Linked DNA regions of Pelodiscus sinensis: region 2 is linked to region 1. The links are chromatin contacts, called in public Hi-C maps. All regions are on one chromosome and are shown on one strand. The core of a region is the stretch at or near the end of the contact, and the rest is flanking DNA. Distances in the headings are between cores, read along the strand shown.

Region 1 (4,729 bases), core at 513-3,012:
GAGCCCCTCATACAACCCAATGCTGACTCCTGCATCCCCACACCATAACTCCTGCACTCCCTGTATACCCAAGCCCTGAACCCCCCCAACTAAGGATGTAAAATCTAGGTTACTCAGGTAACCAGTTAAATGTTAGGTTAACCTAATGGTTAATCAGTTAGCTGACTAGCAGGATACCTCACTACTCCAGCCCTCACGTCTCCATCCCCTCTGTCTCTGCAAGCTCCTACACTGAGGCTAGGCTGGCTCTACTGGCTCCCAGACCCTGCGCTGGAGAAAGGACTGGCTCTGCTGTCTCCTGGCTCCCATGCTAGGGTGGGGGCTGGCTCTGGCTCTGCTGGCTCCCAGCCCCCATGCCTGTGGCAGGCTGAGGATGGGGGGCTGCTCCCAGAGGAACCAGTTAACTATTACCTGGTAAGCATCACCTAGTAATGGTGATGCTTACCAGGTTCCCATTCACATCCCTACACTCCACTCCACACTTAAATTTCTTACAAGTACTGTTGTATCTCAAACCCTCCCCACCGCTTCAAGGCCCCCCCCACGGGGGGGTGGGGGGGGGACACAGGACAGGTTGTGATAAATTTCTCACCAGTGCAGTTCTAAGTTACTTTCACCCCTTGCTTTTAAAAGTCCAGGAGGCTCTGAAACCAAAGAGATCTATGTGAAGGAACATAATAACTGACATATGGGATGAGAGATAAAGACCACATACTGCAGTATTCTATCTCCAAGAGTGACTAATACAGGTGCTTCACAGAAGGTGAAAGAATCTCACTGCAGAAAAATGTGGCAATCTGTTCCCATCAGGCCTTATCCTGGACTTTAATATTTGGAGATGGTCTTAAGTCTCTGAAGCATAAGCTTTACTATCGCTTCCAAATTGTTTATAATAAAGTTTGACAACTTGGGACATTCAGATGTACCCATATGGATCTCCAAGCCCTTTTTTTAATCCTGCTAAATTCTTGCCCTCAATGACATCCATTAGCAATGACTGCCAGTCTAATTACAATCTCTCCCCTTGTGAGATTCTTTCCCCAAACCTTTGATCACCTTCTGAACCCCTTCCAAGTCTGTATTACCCTTTTCTCAGAAGGTTTGCAACTGCACAAGACAGTCCAGAAGCAGCTGTATCACTGATTTCTATGACAAGATTCCCCATCTGCCCTCTCCTCTCCTAGTACCATTTGTAGTTCCTAGGACTTAGCTGCATGTTGAGTTGGGCTCTGTGTTGAGCACAGACCTTTGTTGACTTGTCTCCCGTGACGCTTTCAGGAGCTGGCACAGGACCGGGTGCAATGTTCGTATTTTTGGTTCAGCAACGAGGGGTCATCAAAAGCAACGGACAGGCAGGGCCCAGACGCAGCCCTGGATGACCGTACGCAGCTTTGAAGCTAGTGGGTTGCCCGGGCGAGGCTGAGCGCGGCGGAGACTGGAGGCAGCGCGGCCCTGGCTCGCCCAGCGCGGCCCGGGGTGATACCGGCCTGTGGGCCGGGCCCTGAGGCCGCGCAGCTTCCCCGGTACCGCCCGGACCGCGCTGGACGGGCGAGCCCTGCCCAGGCCCCTCGGGCTCGGGGCGCTGCCCCTGTCCTGGCGGCGAGGCCGCCCCGCACTCACCCCGCCGCGGCGCCGGCTCCTCGCCCCGGTCCGTTGGCGTTCCCCGGCCGCTGGCAGATTCGGAAAAGCCCGCCAGTCCGTCACGTGACGCGTGCGCGTCGCCCCGCCGCTTCCTGGCGCTGCCTTGTCTTCGGGCTGCCCGGAAGTTGGTGTTCCTGAGCATGCGCGTGAGAGCTGCGCGTGCTCAGTAACATCTGTTGAAGCTGCTGCCCAGTCTCTGGGGATTCCATCTGACTCCTGTTCCCCGGGCCTGGCGAGGGCAGGCCGAAGAGGTGGAAGTCTGGCGGGGCCAAGCACAAGAGGGGCAGAGGAAGGAGCTGTGCCAAGCTAGGGACAGAGGGCGATGTATTCCAGCCTGGGGCAGGAGGATGCAGTGACCCCACCTGGGGTGAGTCCTCTGCACTCGGGGGTGCTGGTTCTAAGAGCTATTGAATCAAAGTGTAGCCCTGCAGCTATAGGTGCTGAAGCCCCCCACACTCCTAGTTCCTGCTTGCAGCAGAGCTCCTACAGCCCCTGATGAGACTGTGCATCGCAGCATCCAGGGCTCTGTGTTTTAAGCAGTGGTGCTGCACCTCCATGCCTAGCCAGAGCAGCTCTTCCCTGGTTTAAGGATGTATTGAGCTGCTGAAGACTCGCTTCAGTGACATATTGCTCGCTCGCTCTCGCGCGCGCGCGCACACACACACACACACACAACCCCCCTCCCCCCAAATGATACAGTCGTCATTCATGGCTGTAGCAGTTGAAAGAATAACTTATGAGTTCATGTGTCTGCATAAAGCCTCATAGCAACTAACAAATTTGTGAATTGTTTTTTGGCTTGCCCGAAGAGGACGGCCTTGCCCTTGTAATCCATCCCAGACTTGATTTCACGCCTTTACATTATTTATTTTAATGGTATTTTTATTGCACTTGGCACTTTGCATTTGCCTTTCTTTGGCATTCTCAAGAGAAATGTCATGCTATTTATATTTGATAGCAAATAATCATTGAAGATATTAATAGTTGTTAGTAGAATTCAGCAATCACATCTCAGCATTTCTAATATAACAGCCTGTTTTTAATGCATTTATAATTTTTAAGTCTACATGTTTGATTAGAACAGATTTACTAATTGGGATCATGTGAATTCAAGAATAATTGATTTATTGGGTAGCTGTCAAAACTGCTGTAGTTTCCATGAACTGCCACTAGAAAGTGTCTTTTGTGATATATTGATTGAAACATGACCAGGTAGATCATTGTTGCTACTACTGTTATATAATTTCAACAAATCTTATATGAAGTATCAAGTAAGATGTCAATAGAAAAGTTATCGTTTGCTGAGTATGATTATGGTACTAATATGATGCATATGTGTCAGTGTATGTAAAGGGAGCAGTTGCTCCCAGGTGATTTAAAGGGGTTCAGCCCCCCCCAAGCCATTTAAAATTTCCACTGGAGCACTGCCATGGCCCTCTGGGTGGCTCTTAGGGCTACCTAATGAGGCAGAAGCAGCACACTACAAGCAGTGATGGGGGGGGAGGAGAAAGGAAGGGAGGAGTGCCGCAGGCAGTGCCATTCTACCTGAGACACCCCACCCCTTCCAAGAGCTTGGTGCTACCCTTCTACCTTGCCCAGGTTACCCTGTATGCCAATATAATTCATGTATTAGGACCAGTAGCCAGAGCTATCTCATCCATAAGACAGGTTGGAGTGGCCACCCTAGGCCCAGGGGATTGTGTAGGAGGCAAGGCACAGGGCAGCAGCAGGGGTCTGCTTCCCACCCCTGCCCTCAGGTGGCTGTGGGAGCCTCCTCTGCTCCATCCCCCATCCCCCAGCTGCTGCATTCCACTGCACTGCTGTAGTGAAGCATAGCTACCCAGCTGTGGAAGATAGTCAGCAGAGCAGGCTGGAGCAGCCATGGACCTGAGGAGGGGGCAAGCCTATCTGTTTGGATTTAAATTAGGGATGATATCTAAATTTAGCAGTTACACAATTATTTGATAGTCCCTGGTGGCAGGGGCCGCAGCCTCTGTCCTCAGGGAGTTTGAGCCTCCCGCAGACAGGTATTGCTGCCGCAGAGCAGCCTCTGGTTGAGGCAGGACCAAGCTTGCTGCGGACAGAGGCTGCTCTGTGGGATGCCAGTGCAGCCTGGGTCCATGGGGAGCTTGAGACCTTTGCAGATTCAGCCCCTTGCCATTTTGCACTGCTGCCTCTCTAGCAGAAGCAACACTGTAGGGGAGAAGGCTCCATAGGATCTAGTGCTCACGTGGAATCAGCTTAAAAGCTGGATTCCCACAGGCACTGGCTCTCATCTCCCCCTCCCTTGCTGCTTCTGACAGAGGGAGCTAGTGTATGCATGGGGGGAGGAGAAGAGAGGGGAAATACATGTAGTCAATAGAATTAATAAGCCTAGTCTTATCAGTTAGTCATGTAATCAACTACACATTGACAGCCCTAGTTTAAATAGCCACTCATTAAGTTTAGTGGTGATACAAGGACTGAGGAAGCTGCTTTTCTGACTACTTGTTAGCTTGTGTGGTAAAACAAAAGTTTACTGTCGTTGTTGGATTGCTACGTCTTGTGGGAGAATAGCCACCAACTCAAGAGGCATTTACCCTACTTCTCAGCAGTTTTTCTCTGATAAGGTACCAAAAAAAAGGGGTAAGCTCAATGGTACCAGTCTTCTATGTTGATGCTGACCATTTCTGGTAGATGGTACTGGAGCCTTCTCAGAAGGCTTAGAAAAGCTGCAGTACTTTCCTGACTCACTGGTACTGAAGGGAGCCCTTCACTTTGGATACTGAGCCTCAAGGACCAAGTCTCTGAGTTTGCTGTCCTGCTTGGAGGGTGAAGTCGCTGGGAGGTGGATTTTTTAAGAGGGGAGCTCATCTAAGATCTTTAGATGAAATCACTGAAGCTTTCCCTCTTATATGCAAATGCCGCACTGAGATCAAAATAGTGTCTTGGTCTGGCTCCAAAGCAGGACAAAGAGAGCACTTCATCATTAATAGCTGCAGCTTGATTTCCCGATTCCTCTCTATACAAAAGGCAACCTTTAAACCCTATTGAACTGGATGTACACAGTGGAAGATTTTCCCAGAGGAAATGAAACCTCTCAAATAAC
Region 2 (5,189 bases), core at 482-2,981, 260 kb before region 1:
TGCCACTCCGTACTGCTGCCTCTGTATCAGAGGCAGCTGCATGGAGTGCCAGGCAGGGAGCCAATTTAAAACCAGATCCCCTCACAGGACCTGGCATGAACTGGAACTGCGCTGGGCTGCCTGCCCGCCAGGCTCTTAATACACTGTAAGTGAAGATCTGCAGCAGGGGGCTGGTCCCTAACCCAGCGTGACCCAGGACTGAAACAGGCTGCTGGCCAGCCTGCTAAAAAATGTACTGGCAAGGTGGGGTGGAGGTGGGGAGGGAAATGCGTGTAGTCTCCAGCATTAACCTATAAGCTTTTGCTTATCGGTTAATCAACTACACTATTACATCCGTAGGTGGGATTACGATTTCTGATATGAGGAACCTCAAATTGTTGGCATTTCAGATTACATTGAGCAAGCACTACCATAAGAAAACTTACTCTACTGCCTAACTGTCTTTTTAGAGAGTCAGATATTTTATCCAGCAGTGTTGAAGAGAGACTTGCCTCTTTTCTGAAGACAGTAAACTTGGATGCACAGCCATAACACCTTCTATCCATAGCGCCAATGGGCAATGCAGGCTCACTCTCTCACAGCTGTACAAAAGGAAGTAGTTTATCCCCTGAAGCTGTTTATTTGTCCAGATAGAGCTGTGCTGGAATATTCTTCTCCTTCAGAAGAGGAATGGAAGACTATTGGGGGAAATGATGAATTATGGTGTATCAGTGGTTGTTTACTTCCTGAACGACTGATTGTAGAAATGATGGTCCCAGATTCTTTCATCAGAGAGAGGAGGAGAAGGGATCAGATCCTTGCTTAACATTTACAAACAAAAACCTTTAATGAAAGCATTGATAATAATAAATAACATTATAATTTGCTGATCTCCTAAATGACTACGTTCTATGTTTACAGCTAAGATGAGATCACCAAAGTGCTCTCCCTCTCCTCCAAATCTCAGCCAGTCTAGCTCGCCTTCTTCTATAAAGCCTATCGGCAATAACATCTACAGCCCGTTGTACTGTACATGTTTGCGTACTTAGGATGCAACCTCTCCAAAGCAGAGATTTAATTCCTGCTTTAACATACTGTGCCATAACACTATTATGTATTTAGCAAACCAGAGGTGCTCCGCGCCATACGCGCACATACACACAAAGATGACAAAAATCCCTGCTCCTAGTCAGAAGCTCCCAGTCCGAACCAGGTGCCATGCAAAGCTGCAATGCTACTATGCACATACTGTAACAACCGGAATCCCAGCGAGAGTCTGGACTCAGAGTCGGTGCAAACCCCGCACAGCCCAGTGTACGGTCCCCAAGCCACGAGGCTCTGCATGTGCCAGCATCCGTCAAGCCCCTCGCCCCGTCGACTCTTGCAGTAGGATCTGATACTCCAGCTGCAGCGCCCGGCAAGGAAACTTTGCTGCCCTTATCCCACTAGCACCCGAGGTAGGCAAGAACAAAGCCATGGCAGCGCACGGCCCGATGGGAGTTGTAGTCCTTACATCCCAGCTATCCCATCCGCAGGGCTATACGGCTTGAAACAAAAAACTAAACTTCCCAAGACAATGCGCATGTCCTGCTGAGCAGAGCCTGCCGGGAGCGGTGATTTTGCCGGTAGGCCAGAGAGGGAACTTCCGGGTGGGCGGTAGACCGCGCGCGGCATTGTGGTAGTTGTAGTTCCGCTTCCTCCTAGGGCTGTAAGAATAGAGGTGAATGTGAGGCTGGAGAGACTACATTTCCCAGCAGCCAGTGGTGCGGGATAGTGGTCAGGCCCAGCGGCGCAGGGGAACCGGTCGGCCGGACAGTGGGGGCGGCGCGGAGATGGCGGTCGATAAGGAGCTGTTGCAGCTGGATCTCTACGCCTTGCTGGGGGTTGGGGAGAAGGCGTCGGAGAAGGAGGTCAGGCCTGGCCGGAGGGGGATGGGACGTCGGGCTCCCGCGGCCCCTGCAGCGCGTGTGGGGCCGCCCAGGGCCTGACCCCACGGGGGTGGCGGCGTGTCCCGCGCGCTCCCTGCCGCCGGTGCGGGAAAGCGCGTGTGGGGCTGCCCCGCCGGGGGTAGAAAAGCGGCAGCCTGTGCAGCGAGTCGTGCGCCAGCTTGAGCCCCCAGCAGCGATGCGGGGCCCGTGTTGGGCGGGGGGAGTGAAACCCCAGAGCGCGGCAAAGCCTTAAGTAACTTGGGTCCCCCTCCGCTGATGCTAGAGACGCCGCGTGGAACTGGGGGAGATGTGGAGATCTTGAGGCACAGAGGCACCGTTGGGGTGCGCCGTAGGGCAAGAGTTACTGGGGTAGATGGTGACCAGTGATAGGAAGGGCGAAGAGGAGGCAGGTGTGATGCATGTAACTTACTTCAGAGCCCTTAGGAACATCTAGTTTGTTGTAATTGTCTGTATGATGTCCATTAAAATCCCATAAATGTTTGCAAGCTTCTATTCACAATACCTGGGCCACTGGCTTTTACTGTATCTGTATCAACCACTGTCTCATCTGAACAGCGCTCTTTTTTCCCCCCAGCAAAGCCACAGTAGTTGGTTCCATTATCGTGGAGCTCATCTGAGTGCTCATCAGAAGGCAGACTTATGTTAAGGATGGATCCAGTGACTTTGCTTTAACAGCCTGTGATTAAAATGTCCTAAAACAAAGATAAAGAATAGAGAAAAAATGGGATTAAAACAAAAGACACTATGCATAATGTATCCAGTCAAATTTGCAAGACATGAACTCAATAGCTACATTTGGGCACAATTTGCCATTCCACATAAAAATTCCTCTAAGTTCTGGGAAGAAGCGAGGGCTGCTTTGTTTCTAGATCTTTGCATTTTGGTGCTGCCTGTGGACCTGCCTGGTCTATATTAGAATAATAGAATCATAGAATAATAGGACTGGAAGGGACCTCGAGAGGTCATCGAGTCCAGCCCCCCGCCCTCAAGGCAGGACCAAGCTCCGTCTACACCATCCCTGACAGATGTCTATCTAACCTGTTCTTAAATATCTCCAGAGAGGGAGAGTCCACCACCTCCCTTGGCAATTTATTCCAATATTTGACCACCCTGACAGTTAGGAATTTTTTCCTAATGTCCAATCTAAACCTCCCCTGCTGCACTTTAAGCCCATTACTCCTTGTCCTGTCCTCAGTAACCAAGAGGAACAAATTTTCTCCTTCCTCCTTGTGACACCCTTTTAGATATTTGAAACCCGCTATCATGTCCCCCCTTAATCTTCTTTTTTCCAAACTAAACAAGCCCAGTTCATAGGTCATGTTCTCTAAACCTTTAATCATTCTTGTCACTCTTCTCTGTACCCTTTCCAATTTCTCCACATCTTTCTTGAAATGTGGCGCCCAGAACTGGACACAGTACTCCAGCTGAGGCCTAACTAGTGCAGAGTAGAGCGGCAGAATGACTTCACGAGTTTTGCTTACAACACACCTGTTGATACAACCTAGAATCATATTTGCTTTTTTTGCAACAGCATCACACTGTTGACTCATATTCAACTTGTGGTCCACTATGACCCCAAGATCCCTTTCCGCCATGCTCCTTCCTAGACAGTCGCTTCCCATCTTGTATGTATGGAACTGATTGTTCCTTCCTAAGTGGAGCACTTTGCATTTCTCTTTATTAAACCTCATCCTGTTTACCTCTGACCATTTCTCTAACTTGCTAAGGTCATTTTGAATTATGTCCCTATCCTCCAAAGAAGTTGCAACCCCACCCAGTTTGGTATCATCTGCAAACTTAATAAGCATACTCTCTATCCCAATATCTACATCATTGATGAAGATATTGAACAGTACGGGTCCCAAAACAGACCCTTGCGGAACTCCACTTGTTATCCCTTTCCAGCAGGATTTAGCACCGTTAACAACAACACTCTGACTACGGTTATCCAGCCAATTATGCACCCACCTTATCGTGGCCCTATCTAAGTTATATTTGCCTAGTTTATCAATAAGAATATCATGCAAGACTGTATCAAATGCCTTACTAAAGTCTAGGTATATGACATCCACCGCTTCTCCCTTATCCACAAGATTCGTTATCCTATCAAAGAAAGCTATCCGATTAGACCAACATTAAGTCTTTATTGATGACTGTGTAACTTTATTTCTCAGTTTAGCCCAGTATTCCTTGTTGTCATGACTGGGCAATCAAAATAACAGGACTCTGTCACACATAACATTTCTTTACCTATTTGTAGACAGTTGCTATGCCTCTATTTGCCCCTTACTCTAGATAGAATATTATTCTGTCATTTTCAAAACTCTTGTAATCATTATTCACCAGTGAATTCTCTTTATTTGCCTCTCTTGAAATGGTTGCATTTCTCCTAGCTGAAGCCTAACTAATACTGTGTTTCACTGTTTATGTAGAAAGGGCCCCTGACTTGCTAGGTACTTTATAGATATAGACTAAAACAAATCCCTGTCCTGAAAAAGTGCAATATAAATCAATAACACAAACACAGGGAATGGAGAAAGGAAACCACGGATTTGGGGGATGGGAGTGAGAGAAGGGCAGAGAGGTGGGAGAAAAGACTATAGAGACTAGGATATGGAACTCTGATTTGGAGCATTCTGTCATATGTTGGTTCCTGGAATTTTAAAATTACGTTTTTAGAAAATGTTTATGGAGAGGTTAGCAGATTGTTAATTGTGTGTATAATCTTGCTTGTTTTCTTTGAGATTTTGCTATTAATTCCCAGTATAACCATTATTGTTTTGGTCAGTGTTGCATTGTGATTCTTAATCATGTTGCTGTATTTGATAGAACAGAAAATATTTGCTTGCTTGCTGACCTCCTTCTGTACTCTAGTCACTGTGCAGTATTTTCTGTTTTGTCTTGTCTTGAACATGTGGGGTCAAATCATGTCCCTGTTGGAGTTAATTGGAAAATTCTCATTGGCTTCAGTGGAGCTGCAATTCACTCATATTTATTTACAGTTCTTTAAATAGATACCATCAACTTGAAATCTAGTCTGTTTAATAAAAGAGTTTAAAAAGTACTAAAACTAGTTTCCTGTACTAAGTCTGCATGAGTCTCTTCAACAACTTTGGGGATTTGCAGTTCCATTTTCCTCCTCCTCCTCTCCCCCCAGCCCTACTTTCTCCTTTATTGTTTTAAAGACCCTCTCAAATAATAGAGGAATCTGACTATAGAAAAGTAAGTGACATTAACTAAATACAGAGTTAACATTAACTT

What was found. Hi-C and Micro-C count contacts between places; a contact is called where the count stands out from the background.
Region 2: a Hi-C map of blood shows a contact between it and region 1, with 4 times the contacts expected there. The contact joins the promoter of DNAJC17 here to the promoter of RAD51 in region 1. A contact is called at or near these places in 3 of 5 Hi-C or Micro-C datasets (blood, liver and an unstated tissue).

The regions. Positions count from the first base shown.
Region 1 is chr4:63,241,582-63,246,310 of ASM4963464v1, reverse strand. It overlaps RAD51 (RAD51 recombinase), which reads right to left and starts at 1,762. Exons shown (of 10, transcript XM_075927111.1): 1 at 1,621-1,762. LOC142829127 (a long non-coding RNA gene) reads left to right here and starts at 1,836. Exons shown (of 2, transcript XR_012903436.1): 1 at 1,836-2,008.
Region 2 is chr4:63,499,983-63,505,171 of ASM4963464v1, reverse strand. It overlaps DNAJC17 (DnaJ heat shock protein family (Hsp40) member C17), which reads left to right and starts at 1,731. Exons shown (of 12, transcript XR_012903435.1): 1 at 1,731-1,889. It overlaps ZFYVE19 (zinc finger FYVE-type containing 19), which reads right to left and starts at 1,530. Exons shown (of 12, transcript XM_075927108.1): 1 at 1,229-1,530; 2 at 492-677. The coding sequence starts at 545.